Regions from separate parts of the Rattus norvegicus genome. Here all the other regions are linked to region 1. The links are chromatin contacts, called in public Hi-C maps. All regions are on one chromosome and are shown on one strand. The core of a region is the stretch at or near the end of the contact, and the rest is flanking DNA. Distances in the headings are between cores, read along the strand shown. Region 1 holds the start of Nos1ap (nitric oxide synthase 1 adaptor protein). Region 2 overlaps Nos1ap (nitric oxide synthase 1 adaptor protein). Region 3 overlaps Nos1ap (nitric oxide synthase 1 adaptor protein).

Region 1 (3,426 bases), core at 233-2,732:
GGAATCTCAGCTTTGACGCAGACTGGGCTAGCTACTACTGGGGAGTCTGAGCTCTATAAAGTGGTAGATTACAGCTACTATGTATCTGAATGTTGTGTGACAACCCTTTCCTGGGGAGACACAGCAAACATTCATCCCAGATAGGAAACTCACTGCAGACCAAAGTACAGGATACCACCGAAGTTCCACTTGGTTGAACCCAATGAGTTTTTACTGGGGTTACTTACAGGAAAATGGGTGAGAGGTTACTTACAGGACCAGAAATGACTCAAAGACAGCTGCATCATCAAGGTCCAGCGCAGCACGGGTGACAGCTCACAAAAGCTGGGGACCTGGAGTACACTGCAGGCAGCTCAACAGGTTGGAGAGTGTCCTTTCCAAGTGACTCTGATCTACACCTCTTCCTGACAGCTTGGTTGGTTTCTGCTGCTTCTAGGTCTGGTCCGAATCTTTGCAGTTTATTTCCTCCGAGAGTCTGCTTTGCAGCTCAGCTTCAAGTTACCTGAGATGCTCTGCTTTTATTGTTTACTCTGGCAGGGAGGGGCCTCTTGGATCTGGCCAGTTTCAGGGACTTCCTGAAGCTAGTTTGAGTTGTTTACCTTCCTGCTTAAAGACCTTTCCTGCTGGATGCTCGACAGACTGTTTCAGTCTCAAAGGAAACTGTTACACAACACTATCTATGAAGTTTAGAAACACTGGTCTCGAAATCCTCCTTTGGCGCCTTCCTTTGCCCATCTGTAAAAGGCCTCACAGAATTTTGAAAACTTTCTCTCTCTCTCCCTCCCTCCCCTCCCCCTCTCTCCTTTCTTTCTTCCTCTCTCTCTCTCTCTCTCTCTCTCTCTCTCTCTCTCTCTCTCATCACTAGCCAGTTTAAAAAAAAGTTTAATTAAGGATGTAAGAACATTTTGCAATTTCTTGCCCCTAGTGCAGCCTACTCCAGTTCTCCAAGGCTGACGACTTTTAAATATTTAAATTCTTCCCAAAGAAACCCTGCTGAGTCCCCAAATGCAAGCTACACACCCAAAGGGACAAAAAAGCACAGAGGACAGTCCTCTTACTTGGCTTTAGCCTTGGTTCTAAGGAGAAGTGGAGATCTCCGAATTAATGCGGCCCAGACCCAGGGTATCTGGGACAGATCTACGGTCTTCTTGGGAAAACAAAACCCAATAAACAGCGCTCCTCTCCGGCTCCTCAAACAAAACAAAACAAACACACACATGCAAGGCGATGCCGTTTCGCTGCTACTGGCTGAGCAGACTGCGCCTGGATCCCCACGGTCCTGCGGCTGGGCCAGGGCGAAGTTCCCCGGTCCCGGCTTGGCGCTGCGGGGACTTTCACCTGCTGGGCGCGCGCGGGGCGCGGGGCGCGGGGCGGACCCGGCGGCGGCGGGCGGGGCTCTGGCGCGCGGGAGGAGTCGGCCCGGGCCCGCCCCGCAGGAGGAGCCGCGGGCTGGCAGCCGATCCGGCGTCTCCGTGACAGGCACCCTGCTCCGCCGCCACCGCTGCCGCCGCTGCTGCCTTTCTTCCTTGTCCCGGGTCGTGCGCGCCGAGCTCGGGATCCGGCTCCCAGTCTAGCCCCGCTTCGGGCCGTGCGCCCTTTGCTCGGCGTCCGGCTCCGGGGCTCCGCGCCACCCGCTCCCGCCTGCCCGGCCGCCTGGCCGCCTCCCCGTAGTCAGAGCGCGGCCACCGAGCTGCTCGCGCCAGCCGCATCCGCGCCGCCCCTGCCGATCGGCCCTCCGGAGGCACCGCTCCGGGTCCCCCCCGCCACTGCCTGGCACCCAGGCTGCCCACCTCGCGACCCGGGTCCTCGCTGCCGCCTCGCCCGGCCCCACTGTTCTCTCCACGGGGTCTCGCCAGCTCTTTCTCGTCGCCGCCACCGCCGCCCCCTTGGAGCAGCGGGTCCGCCGCGGGTCACCATGCCCAGCAAAACCAAGTACAACCTTGTGGACGATGGGCACGACTTACGGATCCCTTTGCACAACGAGGACGCCTTCCAGCACGGCATCTCTTTTGAGGCCAAGGTGAGGGGCAACCGGGAGGGCAGGACCCCGAGGGGGCAGGTCTGGGTGAATGGGATGCCAGCGATCCTGGACTCAGAGCAGGTGGGTTAGGCCTGTCTCAGCTCTTGCCCAGAGCAGCTAAAAAAGAGCACCTGCAAAGTTTGAGGTGTACTGCTTCATCCCCTTCTACCTGCAGACACCCCATCCTTGGCCCGCCAAGGCTGGATTGAGTTACTTCCCGGAGAAGACTGAGTAGCGCAGCCTGGACATCTGGCTCTTTGGAAAGCTTTAAGGAAGCACTGGTGTTATTTACCTGCTGGTCTCCCAAGAGAGGTGCTTTCAGGAGAATGCCTGTTTCCTGACCGGTTTAAAAAATTACATATATAATAAATATATAATATATTATATATATTCATTCCAAGTAGTTGGGTGTAGGTGTTAAAGTTACTTCCCAAATGTCTGCTTTTGCACGACTCTTTAGCATGTGCCAGTCATTGGGGTAGTGGTGGAGTGAAATCTGTTTTCTAGTTTTGTGGTGGTGCGCTGTTAAATCTCAGCAGTTGCTGATGAAGAATTTAGCCGAGACGACTGGAATTTGCAGGGCCAAGGCCAAAGCCACCCTTGGGGGAGGGGCGGAGTGGAAACCTTCGCGCTGGACCAGTGGTTGTGTGTGTAAGACAGGCAACCCGGTGACCGTGAGGCACCTCTCTGTGTAAGGAATTCTGGCTTCTGAGACTGCAGTGGAGTTTCCCCAGAATGGTGCTTTTCAGTGGAAAAGGCTTCTACTAGTGATTGGTGCCCTGTCCTACCTATAACTTCATGAGAGAAAGACGTACTTACTCAGCATGCCCAGTGTGCTTGCTACTAAGTGAAATTTAAGGGAGCTCTGTATAGATTGGGTTTGGATGGTTTTGAGGACGAGACTTTTGACAAGAAGGCTCCAGTCTCTTTTCTTCAGTGACCTGCAGGTTAGCATATTGTGCAAGGACTGCTATCCGGTGTCAATTTCCTTCAATTTGCGAAACATCATTGGAGTCTCAGTCTGATGCCCAGAGGTCATTGTCTTTATACTTAGCTCCCCTCTTCTCACGCAGCTGTGTGAATTGGTGAATCATGCTCCCCCCAAACCCCAAGTTTTCTCAGTCATATTTTTTAGAACTAGAGTTGTCCTACTGATGTCAAACTCTACCTTGGAGTGCAGAACTGGATTGCTGAGTATAGTTGGGACTAGAGGGGAGCTGTCAGCCAAGATCCTATCTCACTTCTCTTTCTCAGAATAGAGCTGCTTGGCCTAAGATAGGGATGTTTGCGTACATGTGTGTCTGGGCCTATGGATTTGGTAAGCAGTTTTTAAAAAGTATAACTTTTTATTATGATTAAGATTTAATTTTCTTGGATACACATACACTAAGAAATTGTCATTCTTT
Region 2 (3,426 bases), core at 441-2,940, 95 kb after region 1:
TTATCAGAGCTGCTTCTTTTATTTAGCAATATGTAGTCGAGATTCTTCTCTGTCTTTGTGATGAGAGCCCATTGTTTTGGTTACCAGGTAATATTTTAGACGTTTGTCAGTTTGTGCTGCCATCTACCCAAAGGCCCTTTGTTTGCTTCCTTCCAAATTTGGTGATTCTAAAAGCAGCTGATATAAACACTCATGGGCAGGTTTTTATGTGGATACAAGTTTTTGATTCAATTGGATAAACACCTAGAGGAATTTTTCTCATTTGAATATCCCTTTAAAGTCCTCTTTCCCCTAATTCTACCAGAGCACTATCAGCACATCTTGAAAATTGTAATTCTGCTGTTGACCTTCCTATGCATACTGATCCATTGACCTGCCTATTCACTGATCCATTGACCTGCCTATATACTGATCTGTTGACCTGCCTATACACTGATCTATTGACCTGTCTATACACTGATCTATTGACTGGCCTATACACTGATCCATTGACCTGTCTATATACTGATCTGTTGACCTGCCTATACACTGATCCATTGACCTGTCTATATACTGATCTGTTGACCTGTCTATACACTGATCCATTGACCTGTCTATATACTGATCTGTTGACCTGTCTATACACTGATCCATTGACCTGTCTATATACTGATCTGTTGACCTGCCTATGCACTGATCCATTGACCTGCCTATGCACTGATCCATTGACCTGTCTGTACACTGATCCATTGACCTGTCTATACACTGATCTATTGACTGGCCTATACACTGATCCATTGACCTGCTGTGTACTGATCTGTTGACCTGTGCTTTTCTTCTCCATCGGTAAGTGGCAAATGCTGTCACGTCAGAGAACTTTCAATGATTTTTTTTAAAAAGTTTATTTAATAATTTATTAGTGTGTGGGTATATGTGGGCACAGGTGCTCCACATTATGTACGTGGAGATCAGCTCAGAAGACAACTTGTAGGCAACAGTGTTGGTAGTTTTTGCAGCCAGCAGCTGTACCAATAGAGCCATTTTGCTGGCCTAGAGAACTTCCTTTTTTAAATCCAGGAATTGATACAGGGGAGAAGGGGGATTCTGTTGTTGAACAGTTGAGTCCTGAAAGCTGTCCCCCCCAACGCCCCTGCATTGGTGAAGTCTTAAGGCCAGTAGGCCTGGGATGGTTGTGTCAAGGGTGACTCACCTTGTGTGACTCAGGAGAGGAACTGGCCCACACATGACCCTTTCAGGTCTCTGGGACAGGCTGTGATGGCAGATCTTCCAGGTAGGTTGGTATGGAGCCTGCCATTTGAGCAGTTGGCATGAAGGCCCTGACCAGGGGGCCGAGTCACCACAGTTCATCTTTGCTGCTGGCTTGCTTTCTCCTGTTTCCATTCCGGGCAGGTTGTCGCCCTGACATGTCAGATGTTGACATCCAGAGTTTGCCTACTCTTTTGTTTACTTATTTTGGCATGTTTGTGAGCCCTCCCCCCTCTTTTTACCTACTTGAGTTTTTAATTGTATAAAGATGGAAAGATTTTCTGCTTGATAAAAATGAACAAGCCAGTTTTTAAGGACAATTTTAGCCACATTACATAGAAATTACAGAGGGATTCCCTGTGTCGCTCCCATGCCCCGTCTCCCTGCTACTGCCATGCTGTGCTCAGGCATTACAGTAGGTACAATCAATGACCCTACGGTGACCCACTGTTATCACCCAGAGTCCATGTGTCACGTCGGGTTCACACTTGATGTTCCCTTACCCGTGGTGTTGGGCAAATAGATGACGGTGAACGTTCAGGGTCAGAATTCTGAGCAGAGGACTTTCACTGCCCTAAAACCCCTCTGTGTTCTGCCTGCTTTTCCTTCACTCTCCCCTCAGCCCCACAGCAACCACTGATCTTTTCGCTGTGTCCACAGTCTCTGGAATCATACAGAAAACACTCTTGCAAACTGGCTTCTTGCACACTGAGGCGTGTTTAAGGGCCCTCCATCTTTTTGCCTCACATCTAACTCACGTCTCTTCAGCTGCGATTACCGCTTCATTGTTTATTTATCCATTCATCGGTTGAAGAATGGGCTGGCTGCTTCCAAGGTTTGGCAGTTAACAAATAAAGCTGCGGCAAACATCTGTATGAAGGTTATTGTGCGAGCATACATTTTAATTTCATTTGGATAAACACTTGAGTTTATGGTCTTAGGAATAGAATGTGTTTAGTTTTATGCTGTTTTTAAACCAGTCCTATTTTAGAGGTAATGAAACCAAGGCACAAGGAACGTGAGTAACTTGACCTGAGTTTCAGTGTGTTAGTCTTTGTTGTTGCCGCCTATACAGAGTCTTATACACTGAATAAATAACAAAGGAAAGTTTTGGAGCTCAAAGTTGAAATGGCCACATATGGCTTTCTGTGGCAGAGTCCTGAGGTGGTGCAGGGCGTCATACAGGCAATAGATATGTGAATGTGTGAGTGTGTGTGTATGCGCATGCCCAGTCAGGGACTCCACCCTGATGACCTCATCCAATCCCAGTGACCTCCTACAAACCCTACCTTAGCCTCACCTCCCAGTACCATAGTCAGATGACATTTCACCTCTTAATTCTGAACAGTGGGAATTAAATTTTCAACCTAAGGAGCTTTGAGGGGAACCCAAATTCTTTCTAAGCCATAGAACACAGCTCTTGGGGAACAAGCTAGTCTCTGAATACAGGCTGTGTGGCTCCCACAATCTACATCTTTAATTGTCGTGCTGGGCTAGAAACAGGATCAATTCAGTAGCCATTTCTACTAATTATTCCTTAGAAGTACTGAAAATGCAGGAAGGAGAAAAATTACCAGCTTTCCCCTTCAGCTGTTCCTAGTCTTGGGGAAAGCCCTGGAAACTAAAAACTATCAAGCAGGGCAAAGGGAGTGAGGCGTTAGAGTCACACAGGAAGTTTAGTGCGGGGTGGAGGGTGGCACATAGAGCCTCCAGGGGAGGTCAAGGCAGGTTTTGGAGTCCGTGGTCCTCCAGCTAAGAAGGATAGGTGACAAAGAAGAGAGGCTAGACAGACGGTACCTACTGGGCCGTCTTCTGTAGAAGAGAGCACAGGGAGACTGGGCAAGGATGCCCTTGGCATTTGACTTTCTTTGTAAGGCCACAAATCTTGACTGTTGAATGTTGAGTTTATCCTGCGATGGTGTCAAGCTACTGAGATATTTCTTCTGTCAGAGAAGAAACGTGGTGAGAGTTGTATGCTTTCAGTGTTGAGGACAGATGAGGAAGGAAAGGCTATCAGGGCTCAAACTAGAGCTCCAGAGTGGGGATGGAGAAGCTGATGTGAGAGGTGAGGACCAGGCTGGGAAGGTCTTTGGCGTCTGGATTTCTGACTCAGGATGTGTTTCAGAAAGCAGCTGTGATCCCAACAACTGCACAGTGAACGCCTAAGACTGTAGAAGTAGC
Region 3 (3,426 bases), core at 485-2,984, 74 kb after region 1:
TATGTGCATCTGTGTACTATGTGCCCACCTAGTTCCCACAGAAGCCAGAAGAGGGCATCAGACCCTCTGGAACTAGAATTATAGATGGTTATGAGTGCTGGAAATTCAAACCTGGGTTCTCTGAAAAAGCAGCCATTGCTCTTAACCGCGGAGCTGTTTCCATCCCCAAAGTGATGAGAATGAACAAGTCTCGGTTACTCATAAGTCGTAATTATTTGGGGAGAAGATCTTCAAGGATGAAGCCTGAGTGAAACTGGGAGGACAGAAGCCCGAGAAGGGGAAGGATGTGATATGGAAGTTGAAGGAAAGAAAACGAGTTGCCATTTTGGAAATTGTTCTTTTAATTTCTAGGTATTAAATAAGCCCCTTTCATTGTCCTAGGATGTCTTGGAACCCAGGATCCTGCAGAGGATGCAGATAAAGGGAAAGACACTTCCGGTGGATAACACCACCCCCACCTTTCAGCCTTTGACTGGAGAAAGGGAACTGGCCTTACCTGATTCCAGTAGGAAGTGAGAGCAGCTACCACCTTGGCAGTTTGTTAGCTCAGCTGGGGGACTAAAGTTCAGCCTGGGAATCACCTTTCTTGCCTAGAATGGGAGGCTCCCGGCTTAGTTCAGTTTGTTATAAAAATGAAGTGAACTTGACCAAAATTGAGCAGCCAGCAGGATGACCTGACCATTGGGCAAGTGGGAGTGATTGTGGACCATTTCACAGCTTGCTCCAGACAGAAGCCTTAGCGGTAGGGGTGGCAGTGGTTAGGTCAGGTACAGAGATGATTGCTCGCCCGCTAGGCTGTGGTGGAAAGGGAGGTGGTTTCGGCGGTCGCACCCTCTGCTTTGGCCCAAGGAGCTGGTTTTCTGTCCTCTCAGCTTTTCGGGCGTCCTGGCTCTCATTTTGATTCATGTTGTTAGTGGGAGACGTAGACCTGAGTCCTCCTTTGTCCTCCTCCTCCTCCTCTCTCCAGTTGACCCTGGATGTGGCTGGGCTAACTTCTGCAGACTCATTTCCAGGAAGGCAGATTTGTGATTTCTCTTTACAGGGAAGGGAGTGGGGGAAGAAAGGAGCGTAGGCGTGCGGTGTGAGTGCGATGAGTCAGTGGATGTGCACTGTGAGTGTGTGTGTGTGTGTTGAGGTATGTCAGCACACCCACGCACACACACCAAGTGTGTGTATGTGTGTGCTGGGTGCATATACCAGTTTGGGTGGGGGCTGGTGGAGGGAGGCTGGCCCTTGTAGGGTGAAGAAGGGCCTGGGAATAGGGCTTTCTTATAGGTAGACTTTTGCCCCCTTGTCAGAAGGCCTTATCAGAAGCTGGGAAACTACCTACCTCTCCTTTCTGTCTGTGTTGCCTCTCCTGTCCCCCCATCCCCATTTCCTAATTGTTCCAGTATTATCAATCTAACCGCATCCTTCCCCAGGATGGAGAAGTAGGCTGAGGTACAGCCAGTGAACAAGTCCCCCTTTGGGTGCTTGAGTTTAGGCTCTGTGTTTAGCAGCTCCCATTCTGGGCTGGCAGTAATTCCTCTTAGGTGTACCTCCTCTTCCCGCTCTCGCTCCTCTACAACGAGTGACCTTGTTCAGTCCCGAGGCCTTGGCCTTCACATGATTGCAGGAGGAACTGAGCCCCAGAAGGTTTGTGTTTTTGAGTGCAACGGGTTCAGGGAAGATCAGCAGGGAACACATAGGAAAGGGATCCTGGAAACTCCCGCTGGGCTGGAGGGCCTTTGAAGTTGGGCAATCATGAGTGGCACCGTGCCATCTCTGGCTGTACAGGTCATCGACCTATTGCTGACCTTGCAGCTCCAGCCGAGGTCACAGGGGAGAATTGCTAACCGTAGAGAAAACTAGGGGCTTTGTTGCCTCAGCAAGGTTCAAGGCCCATGTACTAGGGTGGGCTCTCCAAGGGGCCAGACTGAAGTGTACCCATGGTTTACCAGCCCACTCATCTGCTGTTGGGAACTTCATTTTTCAGTGTGTCAACACAAGCTGTTGGTCAATACTAGGGGAAATCCATTTGTTCCTGGTGTCATTTGTGAAACTCTTCTGACTGGAGCCAGTCTTTAGCTCCCAATTTTGGGAAAAGTTCTCTTTTCTTGTAACCACGGGGACTATCTTTCAAACATGACTGTTCCTAGTCCATTAATTTAACCTTTGCTTAGGTATGTATCAAGCTGTCCAGAGCTAGCTCCTTGGCTAACTCTTGGACATGTAGATGAGGTGATTTCAGGTCTGTCAGGAAAGGAGGCCTCAGGTTCAATTTGATCACCTGCACGAGTGGACTTAAGATACCTAGGTTGTGTTTAAAGTCATGACTAATACAACCTTTCCCTCCTTAGAACTAATTGTCTGAATTTATGCCCATTGGTAAGCAAAGACAGAGACTGGTACTAACCAGTTGAGAGTGAGGGCTTAATTCTTTTGTTTGCTTATTTTTGCATTATTTGAGTAGTCTTTAGCAAGGAAATACACGTTAAACATTAACCTTAATGCAATCTGGTTTAGTGGACAACTTCAAAGTATAAGCAGGGCAGGTGTGGTGGTGCACACCCTGACACTCAGGAGGCTGGGGCAGGAGAACAGGTGATTTTAAAGTCAGCCTCAATTATATGGTGAACCTGTCTCAAAAAGCAATAAAAAGTCCAGTTGAGTACTTTTTTTTTTTTTTTTTTTTTTGGTTCTTTTTTTCGGAGCTGGGGACCGAACCCAGGGCCTTGCGCTTCCTAGGTAAGCACTCTAACCACTGAGCTAAATCCCCAGCCCCGGAGTACTTTTTTTTAATATAGAAAATTATTAGTCTATTCTTTCTCCAGTCAGGAATTTAACAAAAATGTTGGAGGTATACAATATGTCTAGGGATAACTCAATAAAATTCCAGTAATTAAAAAAGAGTGGCCAGATGTGGTGCTTCAGGCTGCAGGCTAGCACCTGGGAGTCTGAGGCAGGAGGCATGCCTTGAATCCAATTACCAGCCTGAGCTAAGTATTGAGTTCCAAGCCAGCCTGGGTTTAAGAGCCGGGACTTGTAAAAACACAAGCAAATCCAAAACAGAGCAAACAAAACAAAACAAAACAAATCCCAGACAATAACTCCAAAAGTGTCTATTTTTCTCTTAGTGCATTTATTTTTGGCAAGTGCTTTTATGTAAGAGTCTCTCTCTCTCTCTCTCTCTCTCTCTCTCTCTCTCTCTCTCTCTCTCTCTCTGTGTAATTTATTTGATCTTACAGATGAAGAAATGGAAAGGAGGTAAAGAGAAAGCTGCTCTTAACCATGCCACGTAGATCATAGCTAGAATCTCTACACAAAGCCTTTCTGAGTCAGATGCCTGCTTACCCGAACACAGGGCTTTGCTCCATGAGGAGCAAGATGAAAATGGAAGCAGTCGGGGTTGGGGATTTAGCTCAGTGGTAGAGCGCTTGCCTAACA

What was found. Hi-C and Micro-C count contacts between places; a contact is called where the count stands out from the background.
Region 2: a Hi-C map of liver shows a contact between it and region 1, with 2.5 times the contacts expected there. The contact joins the enhancer-like site here to the promoter of Nos1ap in region 1. A contact is called at or near these places in 3 of 12 Hi-C or Micro-C datasets (Schwann cells, hepatocytes and liver).
Region 3: a contact with region 1 is called in a Hi-C map of liver, with 3 times the contacts expected there. The contact joins the enhancer-like site here to the promoter of Nos1ap in region 1. A contact is called at or near these places in 4 of 12 Hi-C or Micro-C datasets (hepatocytes, kidney and liver).

The regions. Positions count from the first base shown.
Region 1 is chr13:85,351,797-85,355,222 of GRCr8, reverse strand. Nos1ap (nitric oxide synthase 1 adaptor protein) reads left to right here and starts at 1,482. Exons shown (of 10, transcript NM_138922.3): 1 at 1,482-2,020. The coding sequence starts at 1,916. It overlaps LOC102550090 (a long non-coding RNA gene), which reads right to left and starts at 1,396. Exons shown (of 2, transcript XR_359103.5): 1 at 254-1,396.
Region 2 is chr13:85,257,380-85,260,805 of GRCr8, reverse strand. All of the region lies in intron 2 of Nos1ap (nitric oxide synthase 1 adaptor protein), which reads left to right. Among named protein-coding and RNA genes, the nearest start is that of Nos1ap, 95 kb to the left of the region's middle. Within about 2 kb of position 1,690, at least 2 of the 93 cell types and tissues checked have an H3K27ac peak or open chromatin away from gene starts, as enhancers often do. A contact at or near this core is called in hepatocytes and liver, where this site is marked.
Region 3 is chr13:85,278,424-85,281,849 of GRCr8, reverse strand. All of the region lies in intron 1 of Nos1ap (nitric oxide synthase 1 adaptor protein), which reads left to right. Among named protein-coding and RNA genes, the nearest start is that of Nos1ap, 74 kb to the left of the region's middle. Within about 2 kb of position 1,734, at least 7 of the 93 cell types and tissues checked have an H3K27ac peak or open chromatin away from gene starts, as enhancers often do. A contact at or near this core is called in hepatocytes and liver, where this site is marked.